Regions from separate parts of the Sus scrofa genome. Here region 2 is linked to region 1. Evidence: chromatin contacts called from public HiChIP or PLAC-seq data. All regions are on one chromosome and are shown on one strand. Each heading gives the region's core, a stretch centred on a gene start, on an enhancer-like site or on the middle of the called end of the contact. The rest is flanking DNA. Distances are from core to core; before and after follow the strand shown. Region 1 holds the start of ZEB2 (zinc finger E-box-binding homeobox 2). Region 2 overlaps ZEB2 (zinc finger E-box-binding homeobox 2).

Region 1 (6,041 bases), core at 122-2,621:
TGAAAACAGGGGGCTGTAACATATTAACAATATTAAAGCAGAAAATTTTGGCATGAGGCTGCTCTTCAGTCCTCTTGACACCTCCACCTTTACCTTTGCAAGAAAGCCCAAAGGCAGTGGGACTGAAAGTTTATTTGTGCTCTGAGGTTCTCAAGCACTTTCACTCTTAAAACAACAACAACAACAACAACAACAAAAAAACCTCACAGTTCTTTAAGAAACTGAGCCTGAACCACTGGAGGCTAAGAGATTTCTTCCTTTTCCTATAAATGCCTGTGCTCAGCATCCTCAAATTTGGCTGTCTTTATTTACTTCTATATTAGTTCCAATTATGTGCAGTGTAAACCAGCTTTTTGATTAACAAAACAGCAGAGCATTGGTTAAGAACACTTAAACTTCAAAAAAAATTCCCCTGGGAAGTGGGCTCTGAATTGGTTAATAATGTGCAGTACTTGCTAAATTGCTGACTTCCAGATGTGGAAAATATCTTTCTTGTTTAGGACCTATGTAACCTGATTGGATTACGACAGAAGCGTCACGTTGGAAGCTTTTGAGTGATTATTTAATTAACCATACAGTAGAAAGCTGTATTCTCCAGGAAATCCCTTCCATATTTACATAACCAATCCCTTCAGAGCAAAGGTGGAGTCTTTTCTTTTTAATTTTACTTTAATTGCAATATCAAAAAATGTATACTCCAAAACTTAGACCCCATGCCGTTTAATATCATGCTCATCCTTCCCTGCTAAGTTCCTCTATGGCCTTTCTCCTATTCCTCCTGCCTCCCTACACACACACACACACACACACACACACACACACACTCCCTCACTTTGTAGTGAGGTCTCCGTGAGATGTAGAGAGACTCAGAGATCGAGGCAACTCAGCCCGCTATGTTAATTCACTTAGAGACCCTTTTTAAAAATGCCAAACCACTTTTTAGTATTGGGATCCAATCCAGAAATTCATCACACACACACACCCCCAACACACACCCTAAAATGCAGTTCACATGCAACATTTTTTTTTTCTGGCTCTGGCATCTAAAAAGACAAAAAAATAAGAGAAAGGGCAAAAAATTTAGTTCCAGAAGCTGTGCTGAGAAATCCACACAACTTAATGTGCATCTCAAATCTGGTCATTAGAGATATCTGTATAAGAAGAAGCGATCTGGATTGAAGAACCGGGATCTTTCCCTTTAACTTTCGCCCCTTAAGAGTTCTCCAGTTCTGTGAATGGTGTGCACCGTTTTCCGCCCTGTACTCTGTAGGATTTAGTGATGAGGAGATGAGGATAATGATGCCAAAGGCTTTACGGGGGGGGGGGGGGCGTGGAGAAGGGAGGGAGGGAGGCGAGAGGGAGGGAGAGAGGAAGGGAGGGAGGTGGAATTTCATTTCTTCCACTAAAGCGTTTGCGGAGACTTCAAGGTATAATCTATCCCAGATCCTTTCCCAGAGAGAAACTTGGCGATCACGTTTTCACATGATGCTCACGCTCAGGGCGCTTCAATTATCCCTCCCCACAAAGATAGGTGGCGCGTGTTTCAGGGTCTCTCTCTCTCCTACAGAAAAGAAAAAGAAAAAAATGTCATTAGAAGAGGCGTAACACGTCAGTCCGTCCCCAGGTTTGTGTTTCCTGGAGTGGCCGAAAGAGATCAGTTCTAACCTGCTCCGCAGGAATAACGGTCCTGCCTCCCGACACTCTTGGCGAGGTTTTGTACAGTTTGCTCCGGGAGCTGTTTCTTCGCTTCCACCTTTTTCTTCCCCACACTTCGCGGCTTCTTCATGCTTTTTCTTCTCACCATTTCTGGCCAAAACTACAAACAAGACTTCGCAGGTAGGTTTTTTTCCCCCTTTTCTCTCTTTTTATTCCTTTTTGGCATGGTCATCCCCCACCCTCCTTTCATGATTTTCTCCTTTTAAGTGAGGATGGGAGTCTGAAGTGCGAAGGAGTGTCTGTGGGTAGGAATTTCAGGTGGGTTTAGCTCCTTTACGGCAAGCTTTTCCCAAGAGTGACTTCTTGGATTTCTCTCTCACTCCCTCTCTCTCTCCTTCCTTTTCTCTTTTTTCCTCCTCCAAATAATTTGCCCTGTACCTGTCCATTCAGGTAACCAAAGGTGCCTTTTGCTACCCAGCCTAGGAAAAGTTTTATTGAGAACTATGTGGTTGGAATAAAAACTCTTCAGGGGGAGAGGTTCTGCTCTATTGTCATGTCTAATTCCAATTCATTGTATTCAGCAATTAAAACTTGGCAAATACCTGTTAATAATTACAAAACTTGATGGATACAAACCTACCAAATTCGGGAGCAAGTCTTTCTCTTAGATATGGCAGTCCAACCTTTTCTACCGAAGAAGGCTGTTTTCTAAGCAGAAAGTTGCTTGTTTTTGTCTGCTTAGCGAGTTTCATTTCTTTATTTCATTCTTTGTGTGTGTGTGTATGTGAAGTAACACCTCACTTCTGTGATGATAAATAAAGAAGTGAAAGTCCTCATGGAACTTGAGTCGTTTACCAAAGTAGTGGGGGGGGGGGTCACTACAGTTGGGAAGAAAACTGTCAGGATATTAGAGTTTTAAATTAGGGATAACTTTTGAAATTGTATTTCAAATGGCAAAGTAATATAGACATGGATTTCACAGGAGACACATACATACAAATATTCCATGCCATACTTTGGCACTGAAAAGTCAAGAGAGATAGCAGGAGTTCCCAGGAACAGTGGTGAGCCCCGCTAACATGAATGTGTTTATCTCCCACTTACTTATATATTTTACATGCTCCCCCTATAATGATGAAGGCAAGATTACTAACTCCAGAGTTAGAAATAACAGGCAAAGATAAAGTTTACAGCACAAATGCCCTGTCTCTCCCTCACACACAAATGCTCATAAAACTAGCAGCTTACTTTATTAAACATATATTTATATGCAATCGTGTGTAAGTCTCAGCATGAATACAGACAGGCCAGCTGTTTCATCCCAGATACTTGTGTGACCATTTCTTTATTTCAGGAATTTTTCCCAACAATTTCAAATCCATAGGAGAGCCAAGAAATGAGAAAATGTGTTAAAAGTCTCCCACTATGCCTAGGTTAAATTCAAGGTGCTTTCTAAATCATCCACTTCCCCTTCTTTCTGCCCACCGCCCCCCCAACCTCCACCCCTGTCAGCAAATGTGTGGAAACTGATACTCACTTTCCAGGTTTTCCGCAAAGCCTTTAGCACAGGAGACAATAGGTGCGGGACGTGGGGACTGAGTGTGCTCGGCAGAGAAAGGGTTAATGGCCCTTGTGTTACAGTTTGCATCTGTTACATCTTTTATAGCCCCCTGTTTAAACTAATCCTCGAGGCACAGCATCTTCCCAACCTCCACCGAGTTTCGGGATTCTCCTCCTCTCCAGCCTGCCTCTGAGGTTCCCCTTCTCCAAGTTTTGACAGTTTCAGCTGAAAAAAATGCAGCGCCTCTCTCGATTTTTAGGTACAAAAGTTTCGAAGCCAGAAAGGATACGATCGTTTAGTAGAGCTTAAAAGTATTGCCGTCGCGGTTGGACTTTCTCTTTCCTTTCTTGAGGGGAAAAAACAATTTTCTACTGGAACTATTTAAGGGAACCAGTGTGGGGGAGCATGTGTGTGAGTGAGGTGGGGGGAAATACTTAAGTAAATATTGTCAAAGTGGCGAAGGTTGGGGGGAAGGGACAGTGTCCAAAGAAGCTTATAATTATATTTTTTATTGCGGCGTGAAACGGGAAATTTTAATTTGGGGGCGGAGGTGAGGGGGGAGGAAGAGACAGTGCCTCGATAAACTCCGAAAGGGGAGGGGAGGGGGCGCGGGACGAGTGGGCTTCCTATAATTACTATTATCAATTTGCCCAAGTGTGCTTCATCCGGGGGTTGTTTCGCGTTGTTTGTTTGTTTGTTTGTTTGCTTCCTCTGGGGAATGGGGTGGGGGGGGATGAGACAAGATGAGGGCTAAAGAAAGCCTCGCCTCACCCCAAGTTCCGAGCCAGGCTGAGGACTTTTCGGAGGAAAGGGTCCGCCTAGCCCTGAGTCAAGCAGCCTTACTGTACCGCCGTGTGCATTCCCTCATACGGTCAGGAGTTATGACTCATTTTGAAGATGTAATTCTTGTCTCTCTGATCCCCTCGCGGGTGCAACACACCAAACAGTAACAAACACAAAGCGCCTCGGGGCCAAGGCTGGGGGTGGGGGGCGGGGAGGGGGCCGCCGAAGTTTCGCTTTGGCGTTGGGGGGCGCGGATGGGTGCTCGCCGGGGCCCTGGCCCGGCTCCCCTGGGCGGCCCGCGCGCGTTTCAATGGGCGCGGGCGATGCCCACATTGTCGCTGTGTTTGGTTGCTAGATCGAGCCTGCGTGCTGCCGAAGCAGGGCGCCGAGTCCATGCGAACTGCCATCTGATCCGCTCTTATCAATGAAGCAGCCGATCATGGCGGATGGCCCCCGGTGCAAGAGGCGCAAACAAGCCAATCCCAGGAGGAAAAACGGTAAGAAGCGGCCCAAACCAAACTTTTCCGGGCCACTCCGCGGCTCCAGACCGGGGGAGAAGGAGGGGGAACGGGAAAAGGAACCGAGGCGGCGGCGGCGGCGGCGCCCAGGGCTCGCAGGCGAGCCTCCCTCCGCGGCCGGCCCTGGAGCCCGGCGCGCGCGGCGACTGGACAGGGGGGAGTTGGGGAAGTGCCCGGCAAAGTGAGCGTCAGGCGCCGGGGGCTCCGAGAGCTGGGGTCCGGCCGGGGCCCCGCGCCCCCACCCCCGCCGCCCCCTGCGCCCCCGCCTCCGCCCTCCCTCAGCCTCCGCCTCCCGCTCCACTAGCGCCCGGCCCGCCGGCTCCCCGGCTGGGCTTAGGGAGCGTCCGGCGAAGGCAGGGCGGGGGCCCCGGCGCCGGGTCGTACTGGATCCCGGGGCGGGGGCGGGGGTGGCAGAGGGACTGCGAGGGCAGGAGAGGAGGCCTGGGGCTGTGCCTTCGCAAGGCTTAAAGTTTCTTGCCGGAGTCGCCCGGCCGCCTCTGCATACGCCAAGTAACGGTCCGCAGGCAACGGGGCCCGGCCGGGCGCGCCCGGACCCTGGTGTGGGAGGGACTCCGTCGGCCCCGCGCGGGGTCCGGCGAGATCGGTGCGGGCTCGGGGGCGGGTGGTTCCTCTCCAACAGGCTCTGGTCCCACGCCGGGGGCTGGCGGAATCGGAGAGCTCAGGGAGACTTTTCCGGGCAGTTTCAACATGGTCAGGAGGAGCCCGTTATCCAAGCTGAGTCAAGGAGGAAGGAGATGGGGGCGCGAGGGGGACACGTAGAGCAGAGGTGGGAGATCAGAGGGTTGACAGTTTAGCAGAAACATCTCGGGAAGGGTCAGAGAAGGGAGCGAGTGAGAGAGGAAGCGAGAGGAAGGGAGAGAGAGAGAAAGACCTCCTAGGTATTACCCCAAACAAAATCGTGGGAATAAAAGAGAAAAGTGATTGGCAAGAGCGCAGAAGGCGCCTGGGGGAGGGGAGAGAGCTGGGGACCAGACAGGGTGCCGGGGGGGTGGGGGAGCTGACGGAGGATACTGAGTTTAAAAAGAAAAACCAACCCCCCAAAACAAACAAGCGAACTAGCGCCAGCTCAGACTGGGAAAGGAAACTTCTCGCTCCCCTCGCTCTCAGCCTGATCACCCGGCGCGGGGCCGCGTTGACGCTCCCAAGCCGGACCCGGGGACGCGGCGCCGGCCTGGCCTCGGGCCTCCCGCAAGCCCAGCCCGCGCCTCGCGGGACCGCCGGGGCCCACTTGGAGCAACTTTTCTCTAGAGAAGACCATTGTGCGCACCCCGGGCCTGCCCCTGAGCTGCGCGGCAAGGGGAGGGGGTGGCTGGGGGCGCGGTGAGAGGTGCTGGAGGGAGAAAAACACAAAGACGAGGGAATTTTGATTAGAGACAAATGATGCTTCTCTCTGTCTCTCTGTCTCTGTCTCTCTCTAGGTTTCGCGTGCGCGCGCGCGCGCATGTGTGTGTGTGTGTGTGTGTGTGTGTGTGTGTGTGTGTCTTTTGCTTGTTGTGGTGGAG
Region 2 (6,458 bases), core at 1,192-3,691, 110 kb after region 1:
CCTTACAACATGCTGCTCCCCTTTCCATACTCTAACAGGGTCCTTTTAGATCCTATAAATGTTCCATGTTCTTTCTGGTCACCACCGCTCTACAGTAGCTTCTAAAGTTAGTTAACTTCATGCTTCTCAATTAAGGCTTTCCTGATCTCCCAGACTTCCTCCAGTTCTCAACAGGTCCCCCTGTTACTCCTATAATACCACTGTACAGCTTTCTTTCATGATGCTTATCTGAGTTTGTAAGATATATTTTTGAGAGAGTATCAGTTGTATTGATCAATCTCAAGGCTTCCTGGGGAATGAGGCTGGATTGTTTTTTGCTTATCCAAACAAGACATGATGCTCGTCACATACCAGGCATTCAGTAAATACTTGATTAATTGAAGGTTCCACTTTCTATACTCTTAGCAGTTCATAACAGTGAAAGCCAAAAATAAAAATAAAAATTGATTGGCTTGCTTGAACACCACCCTGCCACAAATTTCCTGGGAAATTAGGATGGCAAGTACTGTAATATCTTTTATGACAGAGAAGGTAAGGTAAAGAATAGTGGAATCAAGGTTAACTGCTCTCAAAAACTATGGCTCCACCATTACTTGTACTGGCAGAAGGCTCTTTTTCACTTACTTCTGGTAGAGAAAAATGTGGCCGCCATTCTCCCAACACTGTCTTGTGCACAAAAGTTTTTACTTAGGATATTTAAGCCACTACTTATTTCAGAAACGTATCTACAAATTTCAAATAGACAGTCTTGTGACAGAAGTAGCTAAAATTGATTTACAACTATTATTCGTATCATGGGAATAGAGTCATAACTATACAAGTTAAATATCATATAAAAATCACACAACAGTATAGTCACTTTCTTAATTCCGTCTGCTACTTTTTATTTTGTATCTATCAGTGTGAGTTTAATTTTATTTTCAGCAGCTTTAAAATACTGAGCTAAACACTGAAATTTTAAGGAAAGATAAACTCCCACATTCCATGATTTTTTAACAAAGTCCCATTATTATCTCTCTAGGGTTATCTTTCCTTTTGCATCTCTCTCTGACTGTATAATCCTAGTGGTCTGTGATGTTCAGAGAGTGAAGGGTTAAAAGCTTATATTTGGCAACAGGATGTATATGTGGTTAGAGGAATGTTAAGTTTAGTGGACCATAAAAAATTAAATATACCTTTCTTAAAAGGAAGTTTTATATAGACCATTAAAGTAGCTTTGAGCTCACGCTATCTCTCATGTTTTCGGATCTTGGAATGTAGTTCTTTTTTTGTTAATTTTCCCTGAAAAATACTTAAAATTTTCTTTCATTCTTTGTGACTCACACAGACTAGTGTTCCAGGAAGAGGAAAATAAAATATGCCCATGTAACTTAAAGCAAAGTGTCCTCTCCTCTTTTTTGGCATATATTATGAGAATAAGCATTCAGTCAGTCACTGGTCATCTTCAACACTTCCTACAAATCAGCTAGGTACTGGTTATCTTTTTTGCAAGTCAATGTGTCTTATGGTGATGAAGGCAGTCATGGGTTTCTAGGAAAAAGGCCTTGAGAAGACATTTCGTCTCCTTTTTACCGTTTCAGTTAAGAATGCAAATTGCACATCAGACTTTGAGGAATACTTTGCCAAAAGAAAACTGGAGGAACGAGATGGCCATGCAGTCAGCATCGAAGAGTACCTTCAGCGCAGTGACACAGCCATTATTTACCCAGAAGCCCCTGAGGAGCTGTCTCGCCTTGGCACGCCAGAGGCCAATGGGCAGGAAGAAAATGGTGAGGCTGTAATTCATTTTTAGCCACGATGCTGACCTCTGCAGCTGTTACAATTACAAATGCACTACATGCCTGGGTGTTTACCTTAAAATTTGAAGAACAGCTGCAGAGGCATGGAATTTCATGAGCAAAGATTAGAACTGTAATTTTAGGGTATTGTGAAATTTTTTTGTCAGCAAATTTGTGTCATCTGTACATCCAATAAAGAACAAGAACAATTAGAGCCTATTTCTAAGAGATAAAAATATCTAAATTGATTCCTATCTTTCCAAAATATTTCACTTTTGAGGAGAAAAAAAAAGTTTAGAAATACTGACCCTGACCTTTCCTTCTTCTTTCCGGGGACACCTGAAAAGCTCCTTCACTCTGTGAATTCCTGGGTCACATGTGACTAAAGGTTTGCTACGAACTGTCAGTCACCTAAAGAGAATTTCCTCATTTATCAGCTGTTTAAATTCTCCCCCAAACGCTCCAGTAATTAATTAATTTTCCAGCGCAGTGTGAGCTGATTCCGACAAGTCTGTGCTGGGTGTGCGAGGGGACCTGCATGCGGGGAGGCCACGTGTGATGATGGCACTCTCGTGGAGCAGATTGCAGTGATTCCTGTCACACCATCCCGGGCAGTCAGCCCATTAGCTGCCATTGATTTACTGACCTTTTGGCCCGCTTCTCTCCCTCTCGTCTCTCGGCTACAGACCTGCCACCTGGAACTCCAGATGCTTTTGCCCAACTGCTGACCTGCCCCTACTGCGACCGGGGCTACAAGCGCTTGACATCGCTGAAGGAGCACATCAAGTATCGCCACGAGAAGAATGAGGAGAACTTCTCCTGCCCTCTTTGTAGCTACACGTTTGCCTACCGCACCCAGCTCGAGCGGCATATGGTGACGCACAAGCCAGGCACAGATCAGGTGGGGGGTTGGTTTTAAGTGATTTCTTTCTATAATAACCCCTTAGAGAAACGATATTGCTTTGATTGGCAATCATTATTAATTTTTCATGGCATTTTGAAGATGCAGATCTTTTAATGGTAATAGCTTTAATTGAGGTCTAAATGATTTTTTGATGGTCTCTTCTAATATGATTTAATAGTCTTATGTTCACGATCGAATGAGTGTGTTAATTTCTAATTTAGAAATTTTATTTGCACTTTAACTTGACTTTAGTTTCATCTTTATGTTCCACAAAAAGTGAATGAAATTGTAGCATTTTAATTATACAGTATTAAACATCTCAGCAATTTTAATTCCATTTTTTACCTAGTTTTACTTAGAAATTTTTTCTCTTCATATAGGATCCAAGTCATAGTAAAAGGAGCGTGTATTTTTTCGTTGGTCACATAACATCTTCAATTACTTAGACTGTTTTTACAAGCTGCTACTAGTTTATGAAATCTAATTAAGTGTTTTAAGGAAAATCAAAAAAGCATCTAATGTGTATGCATATCTATACGAAGGAAACTGGATTAATACTAAAATGTTAGATACACAATAAAAATGATCCCTTCTTGATATGTTGCATCTTTGTTGCTAAGTCTTAAAACTGCCCTGCCTCTTTTGGCTTACTTGTGTTAAAAATAAAAACTATCTTGAACAGGTTAGCATAGCTTCTTAAATCCTTAAAATGATGGAATAGGATTCATTCATAGTGTCCCCTAAATGTTTTATCAAAACTGTTCTTTCTGTCCCCCTGGGAGCATTGACTGCAGATTGGTATTATGGTCTGCCTTAAGTCCCAACAACTAGCCCTACAAACCTGGAACCACCCTGTATAAAGCCTGATACCATATTTGTTTTTAAAATTATTGAACAGGATATTCTCTAACATTCTTATGTTTCTTTTTTATGGGCTTTATTCTCTTTGAATCAGGAAGATGAGAATAAGCAAACACGATCAAGCAATGGTGATGATACTAGATTATGGAATTTCACTCTTCTAAGAAAACAGCTTATATAAATCATTTCTATCTGATTGAACTTGTCACCTGAATATTTTTCAAAGTTCAGTTATAAAAACTATGCTTGCATAGTTACACTTATGTAACAGTTTATCTTCCTTTGCTTATGTGCATAAAAACTCCAGGAAAAAAAAAAGTGCCTAGATATTTGTCTAGCATAACTGCTTTAAATTTCACATGCAGAAGTGTGATTGTGTTGGCGCATTATGAATGGTAGCTTTGGTGTTGAAAAGTCCCCTCATTTGCTCATGGCATTTACAATTAGTAAATTAAAATGATTGTATCATATTAACAGTGGCACAACTAAAGTTTATAGTAGTCCTCTGAGGGCTGTGGGGGGAGACAAAGCAGCTGTTGCTGTTTGTTTATGCAACTCAGCAACATATGAGCGCTGGTCCCTCAATGGCGCTCGGCGGGCTGGGCTCCGCTTGATCTTTGAAGGTTGCTGCTGTTTGAACAAACCTCCCTGTGTCCCATGTAACACCATCTGTCTCACTAGGAATGTGGGAAGATTCAGCACACCCTAGCAGTTGTCATACCGTTTCTGTGCTGTCTTTTTGCAAAAGGCTTTTGTGTCATTGCTGCTTGAAAAAGGCTGGCCTCCTACCTTAAGCATCCAGAGTGGATGACTGTCTTTCTTTCCTTCTTTCTTTCTCTTTCTTTCTTTCTTTCTTTCTTTCTTTCTTTCTTTCTTTCTTTCTTTCTTTCTTTTTCTTTCTTTCTTTCTTTCCTTCTTTCTTTCTTCCTTCCTTCCTTCCTTCCTTCCTTCCTTCCTTTCTTTCTCTTTCCTTCCTTCCTTCCCTCCTCCTTCCTTTTCAGAATTTGAAGCCACAGTGCTTTTTTCTCCCTTATTCAAAAAAGGTCAGCTGTGTTTGATTATATCTTTGCTCCTTTTAACTTGTCTTTTCAAAAACTTTTCTTTTTCATCCCTACTCCCTAGCACACTACTAAAAAGGAAAATGACAAGTCGGTGAAGTCTCTTCTACTGGCCTATGATAAAACTGCCCAAGCAGCTCTAACCCATGATGTTGTCTTTGATGAATGAATCAAATCTTATATGCAATATCTTAGGAAAAACAGTATTTATAGTCACTACTAGCACAGTGAATGGAGTATTTAAACATGCTTATCATGTGATGAAATATTTATATTCAAGGATTTTTTTTCATTATGTGCACTTTTTCTTTTTAAAATTTGATATTGCTTCAGTATAAGATATACTTTTACATTCGTATAGAAATTTGATAAAATCAGTTACTTGTGTGGGGAGGTTTGCGGGGGAGGCTATTTAGGATTTTGAGGAAAATATTTATTTTTTTCCTTGACGAAATAGTTGCATTTCTTAGAATGTGCAGTGAACACAGAGAACCAGAAACATCTTTGCAATTATGCTTTCTCATCTCCAACAGCTCAAAGAAACATTTTGGAAAAGAGACTACAGAGATAATTCTAAAGCAAGTGTTGGATGCGCATGTGAAAGCACTTTTTTTTATTTGTTCCAATTTTATTGCCAACATTATCACTTTTATTGCAACTCCGAAAGACTGGGCAAATAAATAAACATGCACTCAAACCTTTTGGCCTGTCTGAAAATAGAGGCCTTTTAAAAATATTTGTAACAAATTTCCTTTGTTCCTCCTGCACAAAACTGATGTCAGTCTCTCTCCTTTTATAGCACCAAATGCTGACCCAAGGAGCAGGTAATCGCAAGTTCAAATGCACAGAGTGCGGCAAGGCCTTCAAATATAAACACCATCTGAAAGAACACCTGCGAATTCACAGTGGTGAGTAGCAGAGAGGCTGGTGCTCACATTTGCATTTGGTTTCATTAGGGGCATTTTTTAAAGATTGTGTAAAATTTACACAATCCTGTTTGTAGCTTTTTGGAACTACCCATTTATTTCATAAGCTGTATTTGCCTATTTTGTCTTCATGAGACTTATGGTACTGCCCACAGCTCTACTAATAAGAAGAGGAGTGCTTATACTTCTTAAAAATTGCAAATGCTTTGATTTGCTATATAAATCTAGAAGCTCCTTTTTGTCCCTATAAAAACTCTTCTGCAGATAAAATGTTTTTGACCTGAAGAAACTTAGCTTGAAAGATACCCAACCTTGAAAGAAAAATGTTGAAGAATTTTGGATAAGAGCTTTTGTATGATGTGTTCCTTGATTCCTGAGAGCTGTAGATTACAGAACAACATCTTACCACTGAGATTTCTTCTTTATAACTATTTTGATAGCTCTGCTAAGCATTTTATTACCAAATTGGATGCTATTCAAAGAACTAGTTGGACTGGTAGAATCAATGGGATCTTCACAGAGTTGATTAAAGCCATGGCTACACTTCCCTTTAAATACTGTGACATCTTTATTGTGCTATTGACCACACATTAATCTGACACTCTGTTTAAATAGGAGCCTGCCGATGGCAAGACAAGATTTGGGATCTTGGCTGAAAAAGGCACAGATAGCCCTCACCTTCCACTGCTAACATCTTGAATTATGTCCTCCCAGGGTAGATAAAGCCCAGAAACAGTTATGGCCACATAATTCTAAACTAAGCACTAGAATGTAGAGGTGCTCCATCGTGATCCTTTCTTGCCTTAGTAGACAATCTCAGTTGTTCCCCAATCAAAGAAATGTAACGTTAATATTAATTGTCATTTTAGGTGAAAAACCATACGAGTGCCCAAACTGCAAGAAACGCTTCTCCCATTCTGGTTCCTACAGT

What was found. HiChIP or PLAC-seq counts read pairs in DNA pulled down with a chosen protein or histone mark.
Region 2: an H3K27ac HiChIP or PLAC-seq map of skeletal muscle shows a contact between it and region 1, with 2.9 times the contacts expected there. The contact joins the enhancer-like site here to the promoter of ZEB2 in region 1. A contact is called at or near these places in 2 of 5 promoter capture datasets (fetal liver and liver), 4 of 47 Hi-C or Micro-C datasets (embryonic fibroblasts, fetal heart ventricle, fetal skeletal muscle and 1 more) and 2 of 2 datasets of contacts at active chromatin or transcription factors (alveolar macrophages and skeletal muscle).

What each region holds. Positions count from the first base shown.
Region 1 is chr15:7,497,508-7,503,548 of Sscrofa11.1, forward strand. It overlaps ZEB2 (zinc finger E-box-binding homeobox 2), which reads left to right and starts at 1,372. Exons shown (of 10, transcript XM_021076506.1): 1 at 1,372-1,836; 2 at 4,356-4,497. The coding sequence starts at 4,425. It overlaps LOC110257199, which reads right to left. Exons shown (of 2, transcript XR_002339482.1): 2 at 1,723-1,816.
Region 2 is chr15:7,609,565-7,616,022 of Sscrofa11.1, forward strand. ZEB2 (zinc finger E-box-binding homeobox 2) reads left to right here. Exons shown (of 10, transcript XM_021076506.1): 5 at 1,581-1,769; 6 at 2,465-2,679; 7 at 5,401-5,509; 8 at 6,397-6,458. Among named protein-coding and RNA genes, the nearest start is that of ZEB2, 110 kb to the left of the region's middle. Within about 2 kb of position 2,442, at least 8 of the 83 cell types and tissues checked have an H3K27ac peak or open chromatin away from gene starts, as enhancers often do. A contact at or near this core is called in fetal skeletal muscle and skeletal muscle, where this site is marked.